Regions from separate parts of the Bombyx mori genome. Here region 2 is linked to region 1. The links are chromatin contacts, called in public Hi-C maps. All regions are on one chromosome and are shown on one strand. The core of a region is the stretch at or near the end of the contact, and the rest is flanking DNA. Distances in the headings are between cores, read along the strand shown. Region 1 has its middle 16 kb from the start of LOC101735390. Region 2 overlaps LOC100126867 (FancJ-like protein).

What was found. A called contact is a pair of places that touch in the nucleus more often than the background predicts.
Region 2: a Hi-C map of whole pupa shows a contact between it and region 1, with 6 times the contacts expected there. The contact joins two enhancer-like sites. A contact is called at or near these places in 4 of 7 Hi-C or Micro-C datasets (middle silk gland, posterior silk gland and whole pupa).

The regions. Positions count from the first base shown.
Region 1 is chr16:8,447,662-8,453,693 of ASM3026992v2, reverse strand. No RefSeq gene overlaps it. Among protein-coding and RNA genes, the nearest start is that of LOC101735390, 16 kb to the left of the region's middle. Within about 2 kb of position 4,738, at least 8 of the 8 cell types and tissues checked have open chromatin away from gene starts, as enhancers often do.
Region 2 is chr16:8,668,285-8,674,992 of ASM3026992v2, reverse strand. The region is part of intron 2 of LOC100126867 (FancJ-like protein); the gene reads right to left. Among protein-coding and RNA genes, the nearest start is that of LOC100126867, 14 kb to the right of the region's middle. Within about 2 kb of position 2,967, at least 4 of the 8 cell types and tissues checked have open chromatin away from gene starts, as enhancers often do.

The sequences.
Region 1 (6,032 bases), core at 3,489-5,988:
CTTCACGGCAGAAATAGGCGGGGTGGTGGTACCCACCCGCGCGGACTCACAAGAGGTCCTACCACCAGTAATTACGCAAATTATAATTTTGCGGGTATATCTTTGTTTTAATTAATTAATTTGGAATAACAGATAGGACACAAGTTGTTTTCGCGGCAGGAATAGATCGGACGGTGATATGCTAAATATTTCGCAACTACTGGTGGTAGGACCTCTTGTGATACTGGTGGTAGGACCTCTTGTAAGTCCGCATGTGTAGGTACCACCCTGCCTATTTCTGCCGTGAAGCAGTAATGCGTTTGGCTCTGAAGGGTGGGGCAGTCGTAACTATACTAAGATCTTAGAACTTATATCTCAAGGTAGGTGGTACATTTACGTTGTAGATGTCTATGGGCCCCAGTAACCACTTAACACCAGGTGGGCTGTGAGCTCGTCCATCCATCTCAACAATTAAAAAAAACAAGCAAAATATTCTAATGTTCAAAATTGTCTTTCAAATTGTAGCTTTGTTTATACATAAACAGGGTGCCAGGTCACGCGTCGGCGCTCCTCTGCGGCTGGAGAACTCTTCACGCCGGCTGGGGGACATAGGAGAACCTTTATAGCCCCCATCCAACGTGTAGCCCTTTGAAAACGTCATAATGAATACTGGTTTAATTTTAGGTATCTCTTTGATTGTACCTGAGCTTGAAAATGATGTTTGAGCCGTGGCTGTGAAGCTACGAAAGCGATCATAGATAAAGATAGTATTAGTAGATACTTACATATCGACGCTTGAAAGGCAAACGTGACTAAGCGACAATAACTGCTTTGTACATAAATGATAGGCAATAACCATATTCGATGCGCAAGAAAAATATATCTCTAGGTCTATTAAAATAATTTCAATCCTACAGGTAGATTCGTAAAATTTTTTTTTTTTCAGGTATTTCATCTTTAAATTAGTCTACTGTAAAGTTCACGCATTGTCGCTTAGTCATGTTTGCCTTTCAAGCGTCGATATGAAATTGGCGTTTTGTATGGGAGGAATATAAAGTCCAATATTTTTTTTTTTGAAATATATTTAATTAATCAAAGTATGCATCGTTGTTATCTATGTACTTTTGCTATCTCATAGGTAGTTCATTGATCTCTTTACGAAAATAAATAATAGTTTAAAAAAACAAAAAAAACACGCTTTATATAAAATTTAACTAAAAAATAGAAAATATATTTTAATAAATTTAAATTGAAAATAGTGCAAAAAACGAAATTATATAAAAAAGTGTGGGTTGCTTTTTAAGGTACTATTGAAATAATAATTGTCATCGCTCCTCGATAAATCTACAAAGTTCGAATGAAATCTGGCCGTTTAAAGTGGGTCAAAATCGCGTCTAAAGGAGTCAGTTAGAAACATACAAACTTATATACAAGTGAAGCTAATATAAAGCGTGTAAAAACCATGAGGGCGAGAATCAGTAAACTCTTTGAAGGCGGTTCGGACTTCCGCATCGGAGTTGTTTTTTTTCCTTGTAATTAATTGTCTAAATTCCGGAAAAAATCTGTTGAAGCAAGGTCCATGGAATACGGTGGATGTCGTGGACATTCCAATTGTAGGTCATCTAACTTAGTGGTTGCTTGTTGTGTAGTGTGTGGTCGTGCGTTGTTGTGAAGCAGCTGTGGCCTAGAGTGATTGAACAACCTCGGCTGTTTAGCAGCTAGTTCTTCCTTCATGGTACGCAGTTGCTGACAATAGATATCTGCCGTAATCATTTGGCCAGATTTTAGAAAGCTGTAGTGAACTACTTTGGCCACGTTGCCCGCAGAGGTGTAGAAAACATGGAACGTCTGATGGTCATTAGAAAAGTAGAAGGAAAACAACCTAGAGGCCGGAGCCCCAAACGTTGGTCCGACCAGATCTCCGAGCAAACCAGCGGACCACTTAGCTTTTATTTTCCTACCTATGCTGATAGCCTTGAGAGGCTATTTCAGCTTCACCCTAACGTGTGTAGGTGAGCTCACGGAGCTCAAACCGGGGTGTTGTTAACACTGACCCTAGCAAGAGCAGTGCTTCGCAGAATCTACCACCGAATCATAAACGCGATCCACTGAGAAGATCCGGCAAGAAACTCAGTGGGCATCCACTTAGCGCTGCACTACACCATTCAACTGACCGGAACCGATGGAGGTTGGCAGTCGACAAGCTGAAACGGAATCACGATCCTCAGCAATGAGGGAGCGATGGAGAAGAAGAAGAAGAAGTGAACGACACCAACCCTAGTCCACTAAACACCCACAAGTAAATTTTTCTGGTCCATATTCGTTTAGGGCAGAATTTGGCTGGGTCTCCAGGGCTCAGCCATTGCGACGAGCGCTTCCGATTATCGCACAGTATCCACTTTGTATCACAAGTAATGATTAGATTTCAAATTCCTTCATTATAGTGTCGGTTGACCAAAGTAACACAGCAGTCGACGCGTGTTAGTAAGTTCGATTCTCCCCATTCATGAGGTACCCGCCATTCAAGTTTTTTTACTTTCCCGATTTGCTTCAAGTGGATTAATACAGCTTAATCACTTAGCCCAAAGCCTGTAGTTATCTTTGAAGTGAATGCGTTTCAGTTTGAAGGGCGGGGCAGCCGTCGTAACTATACTTGAGACCTTAGAACTTATATCACAAGGTGGGTGGCGCATTTACGTTGTAGATGTCTATGGGCTCCAGTAACCACTTAACACCAGCCATATCTAAGCAATAAAAAAAAAACCTTTGAATTAAAACATAGCCTCATAGAAAACGAAAGCGAGAAGTTAATTCCAAAGCTAGAACTGATCAGTGGAGAATTTTCTGCGGGAACTTACTTCAGATCAGCCTAGTTGTTCTAGCTGGTATATAAGGACAGCTCCAGTGGTGGATCTCGTCGTCTCAAATAAGTCAGTTGTTTTCTTTTTCCGACCCAATCGTTGGTAGCCTTAAGGATAGTTCAACGCACGCGCGATTGGGTAGGCTAGCTCGAAGGGCTCAACCTAGAGGACTTGTTAACACTAGCCCTAGCAAGAGCAGTGCTTTGCTGAATCTACCTCCGGATCAACGGTTCAGAATAGGACATCAAACATACGCTTTCGGTAACCGTCCTAGTCGAACCCGTCGCTTGCGACGAAGGGCTCGACGAGTAAATTAACCCATAGACACAGCCCACTGAGTTTCTAGCCAGATCTACTCAGTGGGTCGCGTTTCCGATCCGGAGGTAGTTTTTTTTTATTCTTAGATGGTTGGACGAGCTCACAGCCCACCTGGTGTTAAGTGGTTACTGGAGCCCATAGACATCCACAACGTAAACCCACCTTGAAAATAAGTTCTAAGGTCTCAAGTATAGTTACAACGGCTGCCCCACCTTTCAAACCGAAACGCATTACTGCTTCACGGCAGAAATAGGCAGAGTGGTGGTACCCACCCGCGCGGACTCACAAGAGGTCCTACCACTAGTAATTATGCAAATTATAATTTTGCGGATTTTATTTTTATTAGATGATGCTATTCCTTCACCGTGGAAGTCAATCGTGAACATTTGTTGAGTACGTATTTCATTAGAAAAATTGGTACCCGCCTGAGATTCGAACACCGGTGCATCGCTCATCAGAAATGCATCGGACGTCTTATCCGTTAGGCCACGACGATTCTGCGAAGTACTGCTCTTGCAAGGGCCAGTGTTAGCAACACCCCCGGCTTGAGCCCCGTGAGCTCACCTACTACTACACCGGTGAATCTAGAATAACCCCTCGAGGATACTAGAATAGGCAGGGGAAAAAATTCATTGTAAAATATGGAGGTAAAAGAAAAGTTCCTAAAAGAAGATATTTGTGATCGGAAATTATCGATAATCCAAAAATCGCTGTTATAGTTTCATCGTGACTTTTTTATATTGCTAAGACAAGTGAACGAGCTCATGTTCCATTTGTTGTTAAGGGGGGTGCCCATGGACATCAATAAAGTAAAGGTCACCACCCACTTTGATACACTTCTTTAGTGAATACACAAATTAAAACTCACTCGTGGCTTCAACTTAATATAATGAATAATGGACAATTATAATAAAGATTTTTTGTCTAGCGGATCAATTGTTCAACCAAGCTGATATCTATTAGTAGGTATATAATTTACTAACAGTACAAATTTATTACATTAAACATTGAATGTCTACACAATTTTGATGATACAATAAAACTTCGACAGAAAATCGATACGCCACTAGCGCCATCTCGTGTACAGTAGCTGTAACAACCGCGCGTTGTATCTGTGAGAGTCGATAATTAATATGTATTTACCATAGGAACATCAGCGTGTTAAAACATTTTTACCTTCTAATATTATCGTAAATAGCATCAAATATCTCTTGATAAACGAACTAAAAGATACAAGTTACGCCCAATCTCTAACTATCTAGATAAATATCAGAAAAAAAATATATAGAAAAACGTTGTAAAAGACAAAGTTTCAAATCGGACATCTGAAAGACACCTAAAAACGATCTATACAAACATTGCACATGCAGCCAGCACTCCACAAACAAGAATAAAGCCAAATAACCTTTTTATTTGTCGTCGACGCGCATTGAACAGAAAAAAAAATCAACGCATGAGACCGAAATACGTTTCGCGGCGAGTCAGAAAGAGATGTCGCTTCGAAAGGCGTTTCGTCGTCGAATTTCGCGTCCAATTGATGCTCAGTGGGTTTTGTGGTGGGCGGTTCCCGGGCTAATAGGTCTTGGAGCGAGATGACGTATGGATGCGCCGACGCAGCTCTCCTACTATTGTTATCGACCGATATTTATTTTATAAGTCTCTGCGTTTTTGATGGCTGAATAAATTTCCTTTTGCCGATTTTAGGTTTCTTTTTTGCTTTTTTTTTTTCGGGTGACGTCTTAGGGAGGGTTTCGAGTTTTGCCGTCTTTTATTTGTACCTTCGTCTGCTTTGTGTAGTTAAAGAGAACTTAAATTTTTCGGCATTATAATTATAACATCTTGAATCGTTCATGTTTTATTTTGAGGATGATTTCAAGAGAACGTTTTTAGACATTCAAATAATTTGTTATTTTGTGCTTTGACTTTTATGTTTAGAGAACAATTTATCAATTAACGATTTGAAATAAGGGTGAATGTAAGGCTAGGTTAAAAGTTCTTGCATATTGAAATCAGCAGCTTGTATCTAAAATCCAATATCTAAGATGGATAGTTTTAATTTAGCATCATTATATTTTAATGTATTAACTTTTCTTTCTTCTTAAAACTAACGTCCCAAAGTATATCTATCATACCTGAGAGCTTCAAATTATTGTTAGTTTAGTTATTGACTGGTGGTAGGTCTTGTGACTTGGGGGTAGGTACCACCACCCGTCACCCTGCCTATTTCTGCCGTGTAGCAGCAATGCGTTTCGGTTTGAAAAGCGGGGCAGCCGTTGTACTGTTAAAAGTGAGACCTTAGAACGAATGTCATAATGTGGGTGGCCTCATTCACGATGTTGATGTCTATGGGCTCCAGTAAGGGCTTAACACTATATGAGCCGTAACTTCATCACGCATCTAAGTAAAAATAATAATAACAATAATAGATGACGTGTGACAGCCCTATTCTCCTCCGTTAACTGCTACACCAGGCTACTCTCATCTTCAGCTTGTAACAATACTTTGTCCGGGCATAGCTGGAATAGTCCCTCGGCTACCAGCGTCTAGGTAGGCAAAAAAAAACTATAGCCTAACTGACTAACCGATACTGTATAATAAATCAGACTACCACATGGTTTTACTGGTTTTTTACTGGTGGTAGGACCTCTTATGATTACTGGTGGTAGGACCTCTTGTGACCACCAGGTAGGTAGGTACCACCACCTCGCCTATATCTGCCGTAATGCAGTAATGCGTTTCGGTTTGAAGGGTGGGACAGCCGTTGTAACTATACTGAGACCTTAGAACTTATATCTCAAGGTGTGTGGCGCCTTGTAGATATCTATGGTTTCTGACGTTGTAGATGTCTATGCGCTCCTGTAACCACTTAACACC
Region 2 (6,708 bases), core at 1,718-4,217, 220 kb before region 1:
TATTTGTTGATTTTAGAATTAGGGGTGCTTGTAGTTAAAAGCAGTTCTAAGGGTTGTCGGTCTCTTTGTAATGAATACATAAACACGGTCGGCGTCTGCGTGCATATAAAATTTGATTGCTTTGACAAAGATTCTGTTTGCATTTCATTTAGTATAATAATTTACATTGAGAGTCTTCTAGTTTTCTGTGATGTTTTACAACAGCATTTTAATATTACTAGAGGTCCCGCAGTAGTCGTAATTTGACTATAATTAATTGGAATTGTAAGCTTGTACACTATTATGATTGTATTTTATACTTCTATAATCACAAATTTCGCCAAGACTACACAATAAAAAATATTAACAAAGACAAACACTATTTAATCTATTCTCAATTTGACCACAGACGTCAAGAACAAAAGTTTGACAATAAATAGTATGCATGTGTGTGTGCGTCAAATACATGGTATGTAGTGTGTGTAACGTTTTCTTTATTGATGTAATGTATCTTTTATGCACTATTTTAAAAAAATATTAGCATTGTGCACTTCTTCTCTATATTCTCTATAAGTGTGGAAATTTTCATACTCTTCCGTCCGCGCAATTTTCGTAAAAAGGGATACAACGTTTTTGCTTCACGTATTAATATATAGATTATGCTAAAGGCAAGTTTTCATTTCATTTCACCCTATTTTGAGAAAATACTATTAACGTAATATGTAACGCATCACGTACCTACAAACGTAAAACTTCTTCATTGAAAAAAAAAAAAAAATAGAAACACATTGCCACTTGTTAGTTGAATAACTCAATTACCTAATTGAAAAATACGGTCAAACTTTTTTGAGCGATGTCTTCAGCTACTGTTGAATCTAATTTATAATACTACTAGCACATGGCATGATCAGTACTTGGAAAATTGTGCACGCAAAGACTGTTTTGTTTAGTTATTTACTAATAAAAATAATGTAATTGATTTCGTATAATTTTTCTTATTGCACTTATAGGCAGACGGGTTTACGGTCAACCTAATGGTGAGTGGTTACCATCGCCCATGGACGTCAGAAATGTCAGGGGCAGAGCTAAGCCGCTATCGTTACCGTTGGATAGTCTTTCAAACCGCAACTCTTTATTAACAGAATTTTACGTTACGAAGTCGTCGTGGCCTAAAGGATAAGACGTCCGGTGCAATCGTATCTAGCGATGCAACGGTGCTCGAATCCCGCAGGCGGGTACCAATTCTTCTAATGAAATACGTACTTAACAAATTTCCTCGATCGACTTCCACGGTGAAGGAGTAACATCGTGTAATAAAAATCAAACGCGCAAAATTATAATTTTTGTAATTACTGGTGGTAGGACCTCTTGTGAGTCCGCATGGGTAGCTACTACCACTCTGCCTATTTGAGCCGTGAAGCAGAAATGCGTTTCGGTTTGAAGGGTGGGGCAGCCGCTGTAACTATACTAAGATTTTAGAACTCATACCTCAAGCTGGGTGGCGGCATTTACGTTGTAAATGTGTATGGGCTCCGGTAACCACTTAACACCAGGTGAGCTGTGAGCTCGTCCACCTATCTATGCAATACAGAAAAGCAAAGTGACGTACGGGCTCACAGCACGATTTAACATTGAATTTGAAAATACAGAAGAATCTTGATAAGTCGTAATTAAAAGAAAATACCTACCTTAAAAATCGAGTTAGGGAATTGTCGTCATCAAAGGAATTTCGAGATAAAAGGGTTTTAATTATTCTAGTTCAACTTAGAAAGGCACTTCTTCCAAATATAGTGTTCGAGTTGTAATAAAATAAAAATAAATTAATGAATAATGAAGTGGACCGTTTAAAGAACTGCAAAGAATATGAATTTTCTTCCTTTGATTTATAAAACTAATTAAGTTCAAACAATTAACCGTTACTTTGGACAAAAGTCAAAAATTCTATATACGTAAAGACTAAAATATTCGTACTAAATACTGAAAATTTAAATGTATTTTATTTAATGCGTTAAAAAAAAATTAAGACTCAAAAAAGTAAAATTGTTAACTTTTTTATCTTTGCCTTTTATTATCATCTAGTAGTGATTTTTTGACCCAAATACCACACGGTTCATTAGCTTTTATGCAATGAACTAAAGTCTTCTCAAGAAAAGATAAGTTAGATTCGGTTTCTGTTTAACTTACATGTTAGTTCTAAATGGTAGTATTTTATTAGATTCTGCATAGATGGCGCTGTTATCTAAATACAAAAACGATTACAATTTTAGTTCACAGCGATTCATGTAGATGGCGCTTTAACAGAAACTACAACAGCAAAGCAAACAAAAATTCTATTTTATTAATACGTGAACCAAAAACTTTGTATCCCTTTTTACGAATATTGCGCGGACGGAGGAGTATGAAATTTTCCACACTTATAGAGAACATAGAGAAGAAGTGCACAATGCTAATATTTTTTTAAAATAATGCATAAGAGATACATTAAATCAATAAAGAAAGCATTACACACACTATATACCATGTATTTGACGCACACACGCATGCATACTATTTATTGTCAAATTTTTGTTCTTGACGTCTGTGGTCAAATTGAGAATAGATTATTGTTTATCTCTATTAATATTTTTTTATAGAGTAGCCTTGGCGAAATTTGTGATTATAGAAGTATAAAATACAATCTTAACAGTGTACAAACTTACAATTCCAATTAATTATAGTCGGATTTCGACTACTGCGGGACCTCTAGTTCTATTTTATTACTCGTATTAGAAGATATTTTGACACCTTTAAAAATAAGAAACCTAGTCTATTCGTATCAAGCGATTCGTCTATAGCCGTGTTCGAAACACAAAGATTTAATTAACTTAACGTTTAAGATAGTCAAACTAGCTACTAGACTAGTAGCTTAGCTAGCAGATATACACAAGGTTATGGCCTGTTTGGTGTAAGGTGTAGGTAAGCTTTTCAGCTTCAACGAGTATCGAATAATAGTACTACACCAGCTTTTATAGTCTGAGGCAGGTACATTTTACTAAACAAGTAAGTGCCTATACGCGTTCATGACTTCAACTTCATGAAGAAATAATATCGTTTAATGAAATTCACGCCCGCGATTTTTTATGTATGCGTCATTAACTGTCGCAGTATTTATGAACTGGCAGTGTAAGGTTACGAATTTTACCAGCAACCATTCTATTTCTTTTGCGAACCAATCATACTGTTCTATTCTTCATAGAATAGTAAAACTACTTCTCTAGCCTTTATTACATTATAATAGCCATTATCTTCATCACGTGGTCGATGTAGTTCACGGTAAGTTGTTTATAAGCCAAAAGGAAAGTTAGTAGCCTTCCTTTAATTGACACATTGTAATTAATTGAACATAGTCCGTATTTAGTATTAAATAGTTTTTAATTTTAATATTTCACTGTAAAACCACTTTTGTATTATATTGTCTTGTCTGAGATTATTATAGCAACGATACGTTTTCTTTAAAAGCAATTTCATCTTTTTTGGTTCCGCTATTCCGCAATAGATGGCGCTACGTACCACATATTTAAACTAAAGACAAAACGGTACACAAAAGTTCTTAACGTTTCCCACGTCTATGATTAAATGTAAAACATTTGTTAATTTAATTTAATATCTGATTTATTTGGATCTTCAAATTCGAGCGCGTTCGAAACCAGAAGTATTATTAGAAGGGTCGTAGTGGCAAATGTATCCAAGTGGTCTACCAAAAAAAAAGTACCTGAGAACGAAGCATACCACTGATACCACAAAAAATATGTACCACATATTTTTTGAAGTCTAATTTGAGCTATAGGTACTTGGATATGAATTTTCAATATACAATATTTCTGTTGATTTTTTTAACTATCAGCTTTGAGTTAAATATACACATCACGCTTATCAGATCGCGAGGGGTCAACGCAAAGCAACCGTCACCAGAAACATGTCTTGTCGGATCCCCTGGATTAACTTTCGGTGCTCTTAGACCTCTCAAGCACTGGTCACCGTCCTTGTCGAACTCGACGAGCGAACTAACCCAAAGACACAGTCCACTAAGTTTCTCGCCGGATCTTCCCGGTGGGTCGCAATTCCGATCCGGTGGTAGATTCTGCGAAGTACCGCTCTTGCTAGGGCTAGTGTTAGCAAATTCTATGAGGTTGAGCCCGTGAGCTCACCTACCCGTCCGGGCGTAGCTGGAATAGCCCCTTCCCACCCACCAACGAATAGGTAGGGAAAAGAAGGCAGATAGGGTCCGGGCGTAGATGGAACAGTCTCTTAGGTTACCAGCAAATTGTTCACGTTTCGGTGGCTGGGTCGGAAATTCACTTATTGAAGTTCGCATATCATCCAACGACGGCTACTTTTTTAAAATAAATATATAGAACTATATATCTATATATATAAAAATGAATTGCTGTCCGTTAGTCTCGCTAAAACTCGAGAACGGCTGGACCGATTTGGCTAATTTTGGTCTTGAATTATTTGTGGAAGTCCAGAGAAGGTTTAAAATGTAGATAAATATGAAAATGCTCGGAATTATAATATAAAAATAACAATTTTGTTTTTCCTTTGATGTGTTCTCCGTCGGACGGATTCCGTTTGTTGGTTTTAAGTATATTTTATACAAAAGTTTAGGTCTTTTATTTATCGATTGAGGCACTACGAAGTCTGCTGGGTCAGCTAGTATAGAATAGAAAAATGCCGTTGCGGAGTCGGTATACACGTAAACGTCGCAGTCACTATATCCGCGCACTAAAAACTATCCGTTAAAATAATTCATGATCACATTCTTATTACAAACAATGATTAACTGTCTAACGCCACGCCATCCGAGCGATCGAATCGAACGATGTCCGATTAAGCAGCCACCAATCATTGTGAAAATAATAAAAAAACGTATACACAAACAAACAACAAATTGGAAAAATGATAAAATTTCGGTGAACGTCGGGGGTAAGAGTCACGGAACAAATGCCAAACGCCCATCACATTAATAGATTGACGTGCTTAAAACTGTAAAATTACAATTCTGTCTAATCTTTAACGTCCACCAATGCGACGTGGCACTCTCTGTGACGAGTGTTAGACATAGTAACAGATTTTAATTTATATATTGCCAGCGAACGTAGACTCCGGAATAGAAAAGTTTTTGAAGTGAAACTTCTTTAGGCGCATGAGGGTAAATTTTTTACAGAACGTCACGCAGGTATGCAACGGAAGTGACGTCAAACTACTATTGAAATTAAGTACTTGTCAAATGTCAGTAGTAGTAGTTGTTGTATTTTTCCAACTGGAAAGGAAAATGTATCATACCATACAGCCTAATATTTTATAATTTTTTTGTGAAAAATGTTAATAGGAATTGAAATGAAATGAAAAGAATTTGGAACATTAATCAAATAGCATGAAATTAAATTAGTCAATTGGCAAAATATTAGTCATTTACAATTTAGAAATCTAAACATAATGTGACTGTCAACACTGAGGTTTGAGATTGACATTTGACAGACTTTTGGCGGGAACATATCTTCGTTTTTCCCATCCTCTAAGTCTCGGAAATCTAAAGTTTTAGATTTGTATAAATATAAGCAAGACTTATAAATTAGTTCGCCAAAAAAGTTTCACTTCTGACATGTGTACTTTGTACGCACGCACATTTTTTTTTCCGTTTGGATGGTTGGACGAGCTCACGACCCACCTGGTCACATGGTGTTCAGTCACATGGTTACCAGAGCCCATAGAAGTCTATAACATAAATACCGCCACTCACCTTGACGACACCTTGACCAGTACAACTATTCAAACAAAAATGCATTACTGATTTACCTCAGGAATAGGCAGGGTGGTGGTGGTGGACCATGTCTAATCTTTCAATGACTGTCATATATCAAGAACAATAACGTTCTAAATCGTTATTTGGATGTTCGATGTATAGAATACGGCAAGCATTGCAATAGCCCAATTGTCTTCAGATGTGATAAATGATTTTGAGAGGGGTAGAACTATGTACAATTACTCTATACCGTGTGAGTCTTACAGCATATAATTCTAATAAAATTACCAAAACACGTTTTTTGTATGATAATAATCTCTCTCTTTCTCTCTGTCACAAACAAAAAAAAATTGATAAATATTATTTGATCTCATTTTGTAACCCTAACTTGTAATATGCGGCCATCATGAAAGATTCTATACCAAACCATTCTGGTAATTTATGAAAGCAGTTATGCTTATGCGTTTCGGTTTCGAGTACCCGTTATATTATGGCGTTGAGACTTCGACCTCATGTCTCAAATAGAGTGGCGACATTCATGCTGTTATGTCTATAGGCCCTGACAACTCTTATACACCCAGGTGGTTCGTGCAGTAAAAAATAGAGAACGATACTTTTTTTTTGCCTAGATGTGTGGACGAGCTCACAGCCCAGCTGGTGTTAAGTAGTTACTGGAACCCATAGACATCTACAACGTAAATGCGCCACACACCTTGAGATAGAAGTTCTAAGGTCTCAGTATAGTTACAACGGCTGCCCCACCCTTCAAACCGAAACGCATTACTGCTTCACGGCAGAAATAGGCGGGGCGGTGGTACCTACCCGTGTGGACTCACAAGAGCTCCTACCACCAGTAATTACGCAAATTATAATTTTGCGGGTCTGATTTTTATTACACGATGTTATTCCTTCACCTTCAACATTTGTTAATTACGTATTTCATT